Regions from separate parts of the Mus musculus genome. Here region 2 is linked to region 1. The links are chromatin contacts, called in public Hi-C maps. All regions are on one chromosome and are shown on one strand. Each heading gives the region's core, a stretch centred on a gene start, on an enhancer-like site or on the middle of the called end of the contact. The rest is flanking DNA. Distances are from core to core; before and after follow the strand shown.

What was found. Hi-C and Micro-C count contacts between places; a contact is called where the count stands out from the background.
Region 2: a Hi-C map of embryonic stem cells shows a contact between it and region 1, with 1.7 times the contacts expected there. The contact joins two enhancer-like sites. A contact is called at or near these places in 1 of 39 promoter capture datasets (the 3T3-L1 cell line) and 3 of 484 Hi-C or Micro-C datasets (the 3T3-L1 cell line, embryonic stem cells and epidermal suprabasal cells).

Annotation. Positions count from the first base shown.
Region 1 is chr2:141,265,508-141,268,471 of GRCm38.p6, forward strand. The region is part of intron 5 of Macrod2 (mono-ADP ribosylhydrolase 2); the gene reads left to right. Among named protein-coding and RNA genes, the nearest start is that of Gm25583, 370 kb to the right of the region's middle. Within about 2 kb of position 1,269, at least 20 of the 459 cell types and tissues checked have an H3K27ac peak or open chromatin away from gene starts, as enhancers often do. A contact at or near this core is called in embryonic stem cells, where this site is marked.
Region 2 is chr2:141,407,589-141,410,631 of GRCm38.p6, forward strand. All of the region lies in intron 5 of Macrod2 (mono-ADP ribosylhydrolase 2), which reads left to right. Among named protein-coding and RNA genes, the nearest start is that of Gm25583, 230 kb to the right of the region's middle. Within about 2 kb of position 1,348, at least 15 of the 459 cell types and tissues checked have an H3K27ac peak or open chromatin away from gene starts, as enhancers often do. A contact at or near this core is called in embryonic stem cells, where this site is marked.

The DNA of each region.
Region 1 (2,964 bases), core at 19-2,518:
ATTACTTACTTTCTACTCTTTCATGATCTCTATGCCCAGACCCTATACCCTCAGCAGCAAGCAACCTATCTAACCACTCTGAAAAAAATCTCATATATTTGTCCTATTAGGCTTTTTTCTCCCTGGTCTGCCTAAACAAAGCTGCCTTGGGACTTGGGCATATTTTTGAATCACCGAGATGTTTGTTACCTGCCCTCAGTTGGCAGATTAGGTAGGCTTGGGTCCAACCTGTGGATTGGCATGTCTAGCTAATGTTCCCGTGGCTGATGTGTAGGCCACACTTCAGACCCACTGAAAAATGTTGTCCTTCTTCATTTCAAACTATTCCTCTGGAGGTAAAGTAATGTAGATGTTGAGCTAGTTATCACCAAGGGATCTTTGTTTATTTAAATAGTTGCTTCCAACATGAACAGGTATCCAAGGGTAAAAGTGGGTCAGAGTCTGGGCAGCAATTCTCATGCCCCTCCCTGTTTCACCATGCCTACCAGGTCCTCCTTCCTACCCAGCTTTCCCTCCCACCATTTGCATTTTACCCTTTCTTACACTCTCCAAATATCAGCAAATCAACAAACATTACCAAACTCACAGAGTCAAGAATACAAGGGGAAATTTTTCTTAAATGGTCATGACAGAGAGACAGATAATCATAGAAGCACTAAGAAGTGTACCCCCAGAGTTACGAAGTATGTGGCCCTGTAAAACAGTACCATTTGGCAACACATAGTAGCAAGAACCCTCTTCTTCAAAAATTATAAATTTCTTTGTGAATATGTGTATCAATATGTGTTAGTTCATGTGTGTGTATGTTTGTGTGTATATGTGTGGTTATACTGTGGTGGTAGTAATGTGTGTGTGTGTGCCTGCATTTGTGTGTGTGCCTTCATATGTGTGTGTGTATGTGTGTGTATGTGAGTGTGTCTGAGTCTGTATGTCTATGTCTTATGTCAGACATGTAGAGCTCAGAGGACAACTCTTGGAAGTCGGTTCTCTCCTGCCACCCTGTGTAATCTGGAGAAAAAACTCGGCGTTAGAGTCTTCTTTCTAATCTTTCCTGGTTTGGATCAGCAGGATGGATGACCTCCTGGTGAGAATCTATAATTCATCTAGAGTCTCCAACTCCCTGTCTGGCCTCTAAAATGCCAGTCATGGAGGAGAATCTGTTTGCAATCTCTGATTCACCAAAAGTATTAGCCTTAGGCCTTGCTTGACTAGTCTAGACACTGTGGCAGCTCCACCTTCAGAGGGGAGGACTCAGGAAATACTGTCTCATTTGGTTACTCATGAGAAGCCCTTCCTGTTCCCACCCAAGGGAGTGTCTCTAGTCAGAATTTTCTTCCCAAGACAGAGCAAGTTAATCCCAGAAGAGAGCAAAAGACAATGAATGGTCCTCTGCACTTACTCCATTCTCCCAAGTGAAGCTCAGTCAGCTAGCTCAATTTGCACATGAGTCTATTCCTCAGTAGCCCTCAGGGTCTCTTCCCACCCTTTTCTGGGAAGCACCTTCTCCCCTCCTGGCTCCACCCTTCACTATTCAACACCTATTGGGATGACCATTATGGATTCTATCCCTCCTCTGAATGGTTGGTGATATCACTGGGAGAAAAAGTGGCAAAGAATTATTCCTTAGATGAAGGTTTCCACTCCATCTTTCTCACAGGCTTTTGAGGGAGAGGGGTTTGTGCTTTGTGGCCCACTTTGGAACATAATGATAGTGTTTTCTGCTAAATCCGCTTGCCTGGTCAGCTTTGGTAGTGTGCCTGTGCGCTGAATGATAATGGTAAAGAGGATTTTCTTTATTTTCTAATATGGAGAATTAATGTGTGGCAATTCATCTACCGCACTCTGTGCCTTTTTCAACAAGACTTTTATTAGAAAAGTAAATTCTTAGCCTCACTCCCACCACGACACTTAAAAAGTCCTCTCATTATCCCTGCTTTGCTAAAGAATTCAGGGGGAGAACGGGCTTCTGCTCCCTCATTATTTCTAGGAGTAGGTTTTGACATAGGATAGAGAAAAACATCTTAGAGATGAGACTTCCTATCCCTTAAAGGCTGGCCTCTTTCTATGTCACCAACTGCACATTATTTTAGCAACTTCTCTTCAATTAACACAGATTTCCTGAAGGGTATAGACTGAGGTGTTGGGGGAACAGCTAATAAAATGTATGTCTCTATCCTCCCCCTTCTCCCCCTTAAGTCCTTTTCCCAGAGAGTGGTTTAGAGAGGCACTTGTCTTGCTAAAAACTGCTGAGTTTTATTTTACACTAATCACACCTGGCATCTTTATGTGCTAAGGATAAATTAAGCACGTTGTGAACACAGGGTGGAGATAGCTTTCTCCATTTATGCTGTATTTTAGTCTATATTCATTATGTATAGAAACATACCCACATTTGTGATTTGTTCTTATATTCTCATTCTCTCTCTCTCTCTCTCTCTCTCTCTCTCTCTCTCTCTCTCTCACACACACACACACACATAGACACAGCATATATGCATCCTTACAAAACATATTAGAATCTTTGGCATTTTGTTGACATTAGGCAAAGGCATCAGTTTGATACTTTCCAATGAGCTAATGTAGTCATTTAAATATTCCTAAAATTACTCAATCCAAAATTTGATGTTGCAGACTAAAGACACCAGGATCTAGAATGACTTGCTTGAGGGGTTATAGACACTGTCTCAATCCTACAAATTTGGTAATAATCAAAGTTATAACTCTGAAGCGTCTGAGATGACTAAACAGCTAAGGGCTCTTGAACCAACTTTTGATTGCCAACACCCACATAGCACCTCACAATTTCCTGTAACTCCAGTTCCTGGGGATTCAATATCCTCTTCTGGCCTCTGTGGGCATCAGGCATGTGATACACATGCATCCACATAGGCAAACACTCATACACATAAGATTAAAATTAAACAAACAAATAAACAAACCAGAACACATGTGTTAGACAGTAGT
Region 2 (3,043 bases), core at 98-2,597, 140 kb after region 1:
AGCTTTACCTCCTTAAAGCTGAAAGCCAGTTCTGTGCATGGAACCAACAGTCAAACTTGATTGGCTTTAGGAGTTGCTTCTATTGTTTTAATACTAATCACCACTTACTAAGGGCTTATGATGTGTCAGACACTGTGTTCAGCCGTACATTTCTTATTCAATGGATTCACAGTGGCTCCATGAGCTACGTATGCCTACCCCACAGTTTTGAGAAATCGTCACAGATTACATTTGTCAACGTCATTTGTTTATTTATGCATCTATGCCACATCCAACCTCTCACATCATAGGCAGTTTTAACTCTGAGGGACTGTATTCCATCGCTTGAATATTTTTGTTTATATGCTGTTTTAAAACATGACAAAGGAATTCAACGATGAAAGCAGGCATCAAATAATTATGAACTGTTCCAAGATTCAATTGTAGGAATATTATATCATTGAGATTGGAGGACTTTTCTCTTCCAGTCTCTCAACTCCATTCCCTGCTATACTTTGAGAGAGGCTGTAAAAGTTAGGTGGATATCATAACATGCATTGTTTTCACTGCAGGTTTTTTTTTTTTTTCAGAAGAAACACTTATGCAGTCTTCAGTGATCATTAAGAAAGATCATGCCTTTGCTAGTAAGGAAAGACTAGACCCTATAAAATAGTTTCTAGCCAGCTCTAGCAGCCCATGTATTGTCAAAAACCAGTTCTCAGCTAAAGTCCAGCCCCCATGTCTTAGTTACTGTTCTATGGCTTTGAGGGGACAACATAACTATTCTAAAAGAAGGCATTTAGTTCAGGCTTGCTCAGAGTTTCAGAGGGTTACACTTATCCACACTTATGGATGAACAGATATAATACTCAGTCACTGAGAGCTTTATATTGGGGGTGAGGGGTGGGGCGGGGACAGAGACAGACAGAAAGACAGACATTGGGCTCAGAGTGAGCTTTTGAAACCTCAAAGTCTAGTTCCAGTGGCATACCTCTTACAATAAGGCCACACATTTGAATCCTTACCGAACAGTTCTACTAACTGGAGACCAAGTGTTCAAATATATGAGCCTGTGAAGGCAATTCCCTTTCAAATCACCACACCCTATCTAAGCCTAGCCTTTGAAACCTCAAGAGTTAGCTTCTTTATCAGAATTTGTAGCCGCCAGTGGCCCACAGGTTACTGAGTTCCTGAAAAGAAAGCTGGGGATGGATGGAAAGGACGTTGAGAGAATTAATGAGCCAAGACAAAGTTCTCTGATCAAGGCTCAACTTTAATTCTCAAAAGGGAGAGAAACCCAGCCCCTACTCTGTCAGGATCTCTTCAGGAAAACAAGCTCAGCTGCTCAGCAGGTGGTTTCTTGCAGGAAGCTGCAGATGTGGCAGACAAAAGACTTTACAGAAGACTCCACCATAGCTGAGCTAGCAACTGTGGCAAACAAGGTCTGAGCCAGCCTGCTCAAGGCTGGGGGGAAGGGCACAAGTATTCATTTCTAATACTTAACATAAGAGAAAGAGAGGTAAAGGACAATGCATTTCAAATAGGGCCCGAGTTAGAAGCCATTAAAACCTCACATACAATGTTCCTAAGCCATCCTTGGCTCTCAGACAGCATCAGTAAAATCGGGGATATGACTGAGAGATTTTTGTCATGTTGGCTCACTTGCTCTCTTGTTGTTGAGGTATGGTGGTAGGATTCTCTTGCCTGTGAATTGAGAAACCATATCTTCTGCATCACTCTCTAGTGGCTCTAAGAGAATTTCAGAAATGTAAAAGTAGAGAGCTGGGTTTAGGCATAAGGTATTAAGGATTTATAAAGCTACATCTGGCCCCGAATAGAGCAGAGAGAAGGTAGACGTACTCTAGAGGTGAGTCCTTTTGAGGACTAGGAAAGGCTCCTACTGTAAGTGCATTTAGAAATAAATAGAAGTAGTAACAAAGAATATAAGTGGGTAGTGAGTTACTTTTAAAGGGCCTTCAACAAATAGATATTTTACCCACTAGAGCCAGAATCCTGTAACTTACATAGGCTGTGACTGTACTTACTGTTTATCAGGTTCTCATCTTTGATTGTCTCGATGACAGATTACAATTTTATGTTTTGATTTCTTATCAGTCTCCTACGATGAAGGCTGATCAGCTCTCTTTTTCTTTTAATTGAGAGGGAAAAAAAGTTATTGAGATCATAAAATCAAGAAGTGAAAACTCTCAGACTAGAATTTATACATTTGACCACAAACACTGTGCTCTTATATTTAAAAATAACATGGTATGGATATGTTTATTCATATGTAAAGTATGTTTTTATATATGTGTGTAGCTAATCAATTTCCCATTTTAACCACTTGTAGAGTTTTTAACCAAGTGTTAGGTTATATGACATCAAGTTCATTCATGTTCTAGTTAACTCTTAGCTCTAGAACTATTACTGCCTCCCCAAACAAATGTGGTAGTCATTAACTACATTAATATTTTTCGTGTTATTTGGCTTTCCAATACTGTAATGAAATAGCCAAGATAATTAACTTAATGAGAAAAAAATTACTTTGGAAGTGCCATTTCACAATCAGCCCTCTAGCTTTGCCTTTGGTGAAACAATACATCCCAGTGGAAATGCAAACTCTTCAACTCAGGAGACAGGAAGCAAAAAAGCAGAAAAGGAGGAGATAGGATCACACAGCCTTTTTCTTTATCCTACCTCATGAAGGTTCTACTCGAAGCCGGTAGTGCCACCCGAGGGACCAACCTGTTAGCACGTGGGTCTTAGGAGACATTTAAAATTCAAATTATAACATTTTGCTGCTGGATCCTGAAGTTTTATATCCATCTCACAGCGAAAAAATGTATTTATTGCGACTCCGAGTCCTCCAGGACTTACCTGTTCCACGGGGTTCAAAAAACCGATCCAAATCCCCTTTCAGTAATCGAATTCAGTTGTAAACCCTCGTGAAAATGACACAGAACTGTAATGATCCTAACACATAAAGGAGGATCAGACACCAAGAGAATGTCTATATTCCATAAAGGAGGAAAAGGAAAATAGTGCATAGTAAGACCCAAACCCC